Linked DNA regions of Mus musculus: region 2 is linked to region 1. Evidence: chromatin contacts called from public ChIA-PET data. All regions are on one chromosome and are shown on one strand. Each heading gives the region's core, a stretch centred on a gene start, on an enhancer-like site or on the middle of the called end of the contact. The rest is flanking DNA. Distances are from core to core; before and after follow the strand shown.

Evidence for each region. ChIA-PET counts read pairs in DNA pulled down with a chosen protein or histone mark.
Region 2: an RNA polymerase II ChIA-PET map of effector CD8 T cells shows a contact between it and region 1, with 163 read pairs. The contact joins the promoter of Tmem243 here to the enhancer-like site in region 1. A contact is called at or near these places in 1 of 15 datasets of contacts at CTCF or cohesin (CD8 T cells), 11 of 484 Hi-C or Micro-C datasets (the G1E-ER4 cell line, adipose-derived mesenchymal stem cells, bone marrow-derived macrophages and 8 more), 6 of 115 datasets of contacts at active chromatin or transcription factors (bone marrow-derived macrophages, effector CD8 T cells, embryonic stem cells and 3 more) and 2 of 9 other capture datasets (adipose tissue and liver).

What each region holds. Positions count from the first base shown.
Region 1 is chr5:9,012,843-9,017,465 of GRCm38.p6, reverse strand. No RefSeq gene overlaps it. Among named protein-coding and RNA genes, the nearest start is that of Crot, 18 kb to the right of the region's middle. Within about 2 kb of position 1,850, at least 45 of the 459 cell types and tissues checked have an H3K27ac peak or open chromatin away from gene starts, as enhancers often do. A contact at or near this core is called in CD8 T cells, bone marrow-derived macrophages, effector CD8 T cells and 4 more, where this site is marked.
Region 2 is chr5:9,098,504-9,103,126 of GRCm38.p6, reverse strand. It overlaps Tmem243 (transmembrane protein 243, mitochondrial), which reads right to left and starts at 2,390. Exons shown (of 5, transcript NM_001081029.1): 1 at 2,268-2,390; 2 at 1,732-1,910. The coding sequence starts at 1,809.

The sequences.
Region 1 (4,623 bases), core at 601-3,100:
ATGGCTCAGTGGGTAAGAGCACTGACTGCTCTTCCTAAGATCCTCAGTTCAAATCCCAGCAACCACATGGTGGCTCACAACCACTTATAATGAGATCTGACACCCTCTTCTGGTGTGTTTGAAGACAGCAATAGTGTACTCATTTATAATAATAAAATAAGTCTTTGGTCCTGAGCGAGCAGGGACTGAGCGAGCAGGATTGAACAGAGCAAGCAGGGTCGACTGGAGTGAGCAGAGGTCCTAAATACAATTCCCAACAACCACATGAAGGCTCACAACCATCTGTACAGCTACAGTGTACGTATATACATAAAAATAAATAAATAAATAAATCTTTTTTAAAAAACCAAAAAAACACACAAACAAACAAACACCCTAAAGAAACCATAACTCATTCATAAACCTGCTTTCCAAATATGGGTAAAGGCATCTTTCAGTGTTTTTTATTTTCCTGAAATGTATCAGTGTTATAGAATAAGCCATTCTCTGCACTGGGAAGATGGCTATGTAAGGAAACCATTCATTAAGCACATTGGAGACCTCTGGATACAACTGAGATGGTTCTAAGAGGAATGCATATGGATCTGAACCTGTAGATATAGAAGTCAGAGAGACTTATAAGTGCCTGAGCTGTACAACTCCAGTCTTAGAAAAATAAAAACAAACTGAGTCTGGAAGTAATAGACAGTAAGTAATAATAGAGATCAGCAGACACTAATAAAGAGGAAACTAAAGGAACAACACACAGATTCAACCAAACATTGAAATAGTTGGTTCTCTGAAAACATAATTAAAGTAAAGAGAAGACCCACATTAATAAATTTAGAATTAAAAGCGACAGGGAACAACAGTTACCAAGAAAATGCAGAGGATCTAGGTTAGGGAACACTCTAAATGTTTGCACTTTTTTTTTTTTTTTTTTTTTTTTGGGTTTCAAGACAGGGTTTCTTGTGTAGCCCTGGCTGTAGACCAGGCTGGCCTCGAACTCAGAAATCCGCCTGCCTCTGCCTCCCGAGTGCTGGGATTAAAGGCGTGTGCCACCATGCCCGGCAAATGTTTGCACTTTTAAAAACACTGGAAAATCTAAAAGAAATGGATAAATTCTAGACACATATTATTGATAAATTTTTCTTTTAAAGAAAGAGACCGAGGGAGCAAGAGATAAAAAATGTCAAAGAGTGATTATAGGATCCTATCATGAATTAATATTCTGGCACATGCCTTTAATCCCAGCACTTGGGAGGCAGAGGCAGATTTCTGAGTTTAAGGCCAGCCTGTTCTACAGAGTGAGTTCCAGGGCTATACACAGAAACCCTGTCTCAAAAAAAAAAAAAAACAAAAAACAAAAAACAAAACAAAACCCAAAACCAAACAAACAAAAACATTTTTAACCCCTATGTAACTACCTAATTCCTGTCCACTTTAGGGATATCTGATTCCCTCTAATCTGTCACAGAGTGATTGCTCTGAAGAACAATTTTTATTTATCATTGCGTAAGTCCACATTTTAAATATCTAGAGTATGGTTTCTGAACATGAAGTAATCAAGAAGTAGAGACCAGCTGCCTTCCAAGTCAGATGGCAAGGTTCAAAGAACACTAATGGAATTTAGGTAGAAACATTCCGGACACCTCAACCATAAAAGCAGAGCTTGTGTGTTGTTTTCTTGTGTTTTGTGATGCAGAAAGCCAGAATAATACTGTTGCAGACAGTGGAGAATATTTTCTAGCTAGTGGATGGCCCTCTCTTAGAGATGAATGAGTGTCTTCTTGATTGGACACGCTGAGACTCTTCTGTGGTTCTGTCTCTCTGAAGCTGTCAATAGCTTGAGTGTGAGCTGCCGCCTGTAGGTTCCTGTGTTGAGCACTTCCTTCCTCAGCTAGAGGCTATTCTGGGAGCTGGGGGAAGGAAACTCTAGGTTGTAGGATCTACTGAAAGAACTAGGTCACTGGAGGTGTGAATCTGCAGATACATTTCCTCCTACCCTTTTGTGTTAACCTCTTTGCTTCCTGCTGCCATGTTTTTCTGCTTTGACAACCGGCTACTATGTGTCCCAGGAACAAAGACAGATGACTATGTACTGAAACCATGACCTAAAGTAATTATTTTTTTCCTTTTATTTTTATTGGGTGTTTGTCATAACCATTGAGGGGGGGGGAAACAACACATTGCTTTCCTTTTCTTTCTCGTTTCCTCTTCTCTCCTCTTCTCTCCTCTTCTCTCCTCTTCTCTCCTCTCCTCTCCTCTCCTCTCCTCTCCTCTCCTCTCCTCTCCTCTCCTCTCCTCTCCTCTCCTCTCCTCTCCTCTTCTCTTCTCTTCTCTTCTCTTCTCTTCTCTTCTCTTCTTTCCTAAGATAAGGTCTCACTTTATAGCCTAGGATCGCCTCAAATTCAAAGCTTCCTGTCTCAGCCTCTTGTGTGCTGGTATCACAGGTATGAGCCACCACAACCCTGCTCACTGCTGAAGCTTCCAAACCACTTGTTGGCCTATAAATCCACAGTAGCTTCCTGTTGCCAAATGCACGAGAAGCAGTAAGCACAACAGACAGAGATGACAGGCAGTAAATCTGTACTCTACATCCTATCAGTAGAGCAGAAAATGTAAACTCTTCTTGAGTTTTGCACGTCTTACTTTTGAAATGAGGAAGGTTGCATTTTCAGCTTTACATATAAATATTTCTCTGAGATAATTATTATATTATTCCCCCTTTTCTTCCTTCCCTCCAAACTTTCCCACATACCTCTCCCTGATCTCTTTCAAATTTATAGCCTCTTTTAGAATTAGTTGTTGAACATATATTCCTGTACTGGCTAGTTTTGTGTCAACTTGACACAGCTGGAGTTATCACAGAGAAAGGACCTTCAGTTGGGGAAATGCCTCCATGAGATACAACTGTAAGGCATTTTCTCAATTAGTGATCAAGGGGGAAGGGCCCCTTGTGGGTGGTGCCATCTCTGGACTGGCAGTCTTGGTTCTATAAGAGAGCAGGCTGAACAAGCCAGGAGAAGCAATCCAGTAAAGAACATCCCTCCATGGCTTCTGCATCAGCTCCTGCTTTCTGACCTGCTTGAGTTCCAGTCCTGACTTCCTTGGTGATGAACAACAGTATGGAAGTGTAAGCTGAATAAACCCTTTCCTCCCCAACTTGCTTCTTGGTCATGATGTTTTGTCCAGGAATAGAAACCCTGACTAAGACAATCCCTGAGTGCATACATAAAACTTGCTTAGTCTGAATCATGTACCTTGTGTGTATATTTTCAGGGCTGACCACTTGGCATTGGATAAGTGATTGTGCTCGTTCATAGGGAAGAGCATTTCTCCCAAGCTCAGGATTCCTTAGTTGCCTAGGTATTGTCTACAGTGGAGGCCTCTTGAGCTTCCCCAGTCCATATCAGCATGTCCACTTAGGGGCTGTCCTTGTTCAGGTCATGTTTAGGCAGTCATGTTGGTGAGACTTCAAGGGCAGAGCTTCTAACATTTCTAAGGGACACAATCTCACAGCAAACTCTGTCCCCCCATCTCTTACAGTCCTTCTGTCTCCTCTTCTGCAATTATCCCTGAGCCTTAGGTGCAGGACTTTTGTTGCCGATGGATCAGTTGGCACTGGCTCCACAACTTTGCATATTGATTGGTTGTGATTTTCTGTGATGGTCTCCATTTGTTGCAATCAGAAGTTTCCTTGATGGGGGTGAGGACTACACTTATTTCTGGTAATAAGGACAAATATTTAGGATGTAGTTAGGAATTAGTAAATGGGTGATTGAAGTTTCTCTTCCAAGATGACCTCACCAGATTGGAATAATTAGCTAGCTTTCCAATACCAGGCATGATTTCCCTCCTGTTGAGCAGGTCTGAAGGGTCTTAAGAACAATGAAGAAAGCTTTTGGTTATGGCCACGGCATGTGCGCTAATACTTCATCTTTAGGGTAGCTGTGCTATGCTGGTCATTGTTGTGATTCATATGGAACTACTAAAGACCCGGAATAACAAAACAATCCTGAGCAAAAAGAACAGTTTTGGGTGAATTACAATTCCAGATCTCAAGATATAATACTCAGTCATAGAAATAAAACAACATGGTCCTTGCAGAGAAATAGTTATATAGCCCAATGGAACAAAAATAGAAAACTCAAACAGAGGATATGGAACTTCAGCCATTTAATATATGACCAAGATGCCAAAAACATATGCTGGAGAAAAGAAAGAGCATCTTCAACAAATGGTGCTGGGAACACTGGATGTTCACGTCCAGAAGAGCGAGCTGAAAGCTGTAGCTATCACTGTGCACAAAACCTGATTCCAAGTGCATCCAAGACCTAAGTATGAAACCTGGAACACTGAAACTGCTGGGAGAAAACACAGGCAGCGCTGTATGTGACACAGCGTAGGAACATAGGCAGGGTGTATTCACTGTAGATGTAGGACAACATAGGCAGTTATGTGTCATAGGTGCAGGGAAGAGCCCTCTGAGCAGGAGTCCATTTGCTCAAGAATTAGGGACAAAATGGGTAAGTGGGACTTCATAAAACTAAAAATCAAAGTTAATGAAACAAGCAGCTGAGTGAAGAGGAAGTCCACAGCATGGGAGAGAATCTTTGCCAGCTAAGCACCTGACAGAGGAGT
Region 2 (4,623 bases), core at 1,141-3,640, 85 kb before region 1:
TAAAAAAAAAAAAAAAAAATCGCCGTACACTTGAACTCAGGGGTGTCATGAACAGAGATATATTTGGATACTGATGTCCTTGGATGGGTTTCAAATGGATGACGGATGGTAGGAAACTTTCAAGCAGTAGGCATCTGGCCAGCCAATAACATCAATTATTTCTCAATAGCTACACATTTGTCAGGGAGGTGGGGGGTTGTTATTTTGCTTTTAAGGCTCCTGGTTTTGATTTGGGGTCAAGATTGCACTATGTACCTCAGGTTCATCTTGAACCTTGTGATCAAGTGACCCTCCTACCCCAGCCTCCCAAGCGCTGAAACTAACACAGTGAGCTATCTCAGTCAGCCCAGCCAGCTTCAGTGTCTGCATCAGACAAGTCCACTGGGAAGCCCAGTGCTGCTGTATTACAGAGCCTATGAAGTTAAAAGTCTGAATCACCCAGACTCTCAATCAGCACTCAGAAAGCTATGCGCAAGAGACAGTGAGCCTGATTTGTGGACAGCTGGACAAATGTTTCATATGAATGAGACCAGTTTCATCTTTGTACCCAAAATGCATGATGCCCTCCGTGCTGTGACACAGGCCACAGTCACCAGAATCTCCACTTTATGCACAGATATGCACAGATCTCCCGTTCCTGACTGCTTTCCTTTAACACCAAATAGACACACATGAGCGCTCAGTAACGTCTGCAAATAACGGAAGGAGCATTAGTGAACTTGAGCTCCCAAGCATGGCGAGCTGAGATTAGGCGAAGTTACAAGAAGCCAGACATCCATCTTGAAATGTCTTAGTAAAGCACCCCAAGACAAATCAAATTCTATATGGAATTTAATAATAAGTAATCTTCATGGTAGACTGGCAGCTTCCAAGTTTAGGATTCCCCATGACTGCCAGGTGGAGAAGTTCCCTGTGTGTGGTACAGGCTCTTCCCACAAGGTAAGAAACCCAGCTCTACAGTAACCACAGCAACTTTCAAAGGCTGACTGCTCCTATCAGGGGTCAGGGGGTCTACAGTCACCAACGTCATTTACAAGTGGGGGGGGGGGGAGGGTAAGAGAGCTACAGGTTAATCTTGCCCTGACTTCTGAGAAAGTTTTATGCTGAATACAGAGTTTCTTGATTGTCCCCAAGGCAAGGGGGCTGGGGGTGGGGAGCAAGTTTCAGAAAGTTAACGCTAAGTACAGAGAAAGACTTTTGTTGACTGCAGGCCAGAGGCTCTATCTAGTCAAGCTTCTAGAAAACGGTTAGTGCCTCTGCCTATTTGAGAGCTGGGACCCTTTGTTTGATCACCTCCTGGGATTGTGGCCAACATCCACCTTCATGGAGCTGCTTCACATCCTCATCCTCTTAAGAACTCTAGGTAAGCAATCATCAGAAGCAACCCTGGGCTCTCGATGCACTCCTGAAACCACTAAAGCCCTGGACGCACACCTGAAGTGTGGAGCTGGAAAGTGCGCTTATGCAACCTTCGCAGGACTTTCCCTCCACGGTGGGGTTTCCGCACTCTCCGTAAGGGCTTCCCACAAACTGCCCAGAACTTTCTGAACTTTTCTCCACTCCAAACTGCTCTTGGTGCAGAGTGCAGGGCAAACATCCCAAGAGAGGGGCGGGACGGCAAGAACAGTTCTTCCCACTTCCAAGTACCCTCCAGGCAGGCTGCAAGGAGCCAGCGGGGTGGAGGGAGGCGGGATTCTCGCACTCTGGCCCGGGGCCCACTCCCGCACTCACCTTGGCAGACGTCTCCCCGAACAGAGGTCTGTTATCCAGGCCGCTGGTCCCGTAGGTCCTGGTAGCAAAGTCCTCCATTTTAGGGCTGCTTCGCTCGTCCCCGGACGCTCAAAAGCGAGTCCGCATCAGCTCGCGAAGTCCGGACGCCCGCCCCTCACGGCGCACGCATGGCCCGGGCCCTGGGGGGGTGGGGAGGGCGGGAAATCCCGACGGGGCGACTGTCACTCCCGGGGGCCCCTGGCCGCTCCGCCCCAGCCCCGCCGTCCTCATCTCCAGCGGCCGCCGCGGGAAGTGAAAGGAAACAAACAGCGCTTGGCCGCCGCCCCGCCCGCGCCCGCCGCCCCCAATCTCGGCCGGGGCTCCACCGGGAGAAAGTTTGCCTGGCGCGAGTCCCCCGCGCGGCGGGGCGGCGGGAGTGAAGTTGCGGGCCGGGCGGCCCCGCACACCACCCTAGCTCGGCTGAGAGCTCCGCATCCGCCCGCTCGCGTCCCGTCCCCCGTGCTCCCCGCAGCCCCGGCTGCGCCCGCAAGCCAGACCTCGGCGTCCCGCGCCGCGCGCGCGGCGGATCCAGGCAGCGGCCGCGACCCCGAGCCGTGGCCCCCACACGCCGGCCGGACGCCGGCGCCGTGCGGCGAGTCCCCCCGGGCTCTCCGGTCCGGGACCTGCGGCCACTGTCGCAAACCGGTCGGGCCCGCCCAGATCGCGTCACGACTCAGGCAGCCAATCCCACGGGCAGAGGCGCCGCCTGGGCTGCAGAGCTTTATTTACAGAGGTGCGGGTCGTCCCACCGAGGCGCGGGTCCCCGCTGCCAAGCGTTTCTCCGCCTCTTGGCAATTGGCGGCTGCGCGGTGCACGTAGTGGCTAAAGCAGGGTTCTGAAGACCGACTCGAATTTGGCGTCTTAAAACCCGACAACCTGCTTCGACCACTCCAGGATTTGGATGTGGACACTTTACAGTATCGGAGGCAATCGTGTATGCGTGTTTTATTCTGTATTACACACAGAATAAGAGGTCCTAGTTTACATAAACAGTTAGGTATTTCGTTGCCTGGTCCAGTGGGGGTGCTGCCACAGGCCAGAGCTTCGCATCTTGGGCCTTTTTGGAGTCTTGGGGCTTAGAGAGCTGAATGGAATGGACAAGCTGCACAAGTACCGTCGCTCTACATTTGAAGTTCTTCCTAAAAGCTAAAAACCAAACAACTACACTAATAGGATTGGGCTGACACTAATACCTAGCTAGATTCAAGAAAGTTCGGAAAGTGTTAGTGTGCAGGAGACTCTAAGCTGAAGCGATACCTCCACGAACGCTTAGAATCTAGACATGGGTTCCAGTGCCACGCAACAGTTTAGAACAAGGGATGGAATAACAACCACAACGAACTTCCAGCCCTGAGTACACGTAAGTATTATACATATCCCCATTGCCCAATCATTACACGTGTTTTACAAATTAGCTGTTTACTCGCGACTTTACCTTAACAACAGCAATACTACATAATCCAGCACCCACTTCTATTAAAAGTTCTATTTAAAGATTCATATTAAAAGGTCCTACAAATTAATTCACTTACTTATATTCAGTTTCATTCAACAAAAAATATTTTTGAGGCTCTAGGCTGTAATCCTTTGAATATTAGGGACAGTCTAGACTAAGTAGCAAGACCCTGTCTCAAAATAATAAAATAAAAACTAACAATACTTTGAGAATCTGCTGTGTGCTAAGCAACTATCCACCAAAATAACACAGTAATTATGGGCCTTGGTCAACAACCCCAAAAGATGCCATAATACCAAATTTGATATACAGTCAAATCAAAATCCATAAAGTCTAAAATTCTGAAAGGTTAAAGTTCTGGAAATATTATTCTGGGAAAAAATAAAGACTTTAAATACAAGTATATTTTTTAAAGTATAGTTATTTGAGAAACAAGAGAACATATAGGCAACGTTTTATAGTAAAATAGGTAACATACATATTTGGAAATTATATTCACCTCTGTGCTCTGCTGCTGTGGTGACTGGGTGGGGAGGAAGCATTTAGAATATTCATATTTAGGTCACAGGCCGGGCAGAAATCGTTCTGTCGACTGAACAGAGTAACTCTCTCCTGGTTCTACTTGTACATAATTGTTTTCAAACCAGAAACCTCACTGGCTCCTCGGGAAAATATTACTTTGGTTCACCAAAAACTACTAAAACTTTCAGGGACTGCTCATCAGCTAAGCATGCTTATTGCTTTTGCTGAGGGCCTAGGTTTGTTTCCTAGCATCTGCATGTGGTTCACAAACATCTCTAATGCCAGTTAGAGTTAGATGACATATTTCAAAAGATTTTATTAACTGTGTGTGTGCATGTGCATGCATGTGCTTCCACATATGTGCTTCCAGCCAAGGAGGCCAGAAGGGTGTGAATTTCCTTCAATATGGAGTTACAAGCAGCTGAAAGCCACCCAACCATCGGTGCTGGGATCCAAAATTAGGTCCGCTACAAGAGTAGTGAGCGCTCTTAAATGCTGAGTCATCTTTCCAGGCTCCCAAACAACGTATTTTTAAACTAAAATTTTTGTTTTTACTAAAGTCTGTCAGCCTTCTTCCCGGAATTAAAATTTCTCTCCCTGATACGGGAGCCTCTTTCCTTGGGAACTGCAGTTTTCAAATTTTGACCTTTGTGGTAGTTTATATGAAAATGGCCCCATGGCCTCACAGGGAGTGTTACTATTAGAAGTTACTGTAGCCTTGTCGGAGGAAGTGTGTCACTGGGGGTGGCTTTGAGGTTGCAGATGCTTAAGCCAGGCCCAGTGTCACTCTCTCTTCCTGCTGCCTTGCCAATCTAGATGTAGAACTCTCAGCCACCTCTCCAATACCATATCTGCTGGCATACCACCATGCTTCA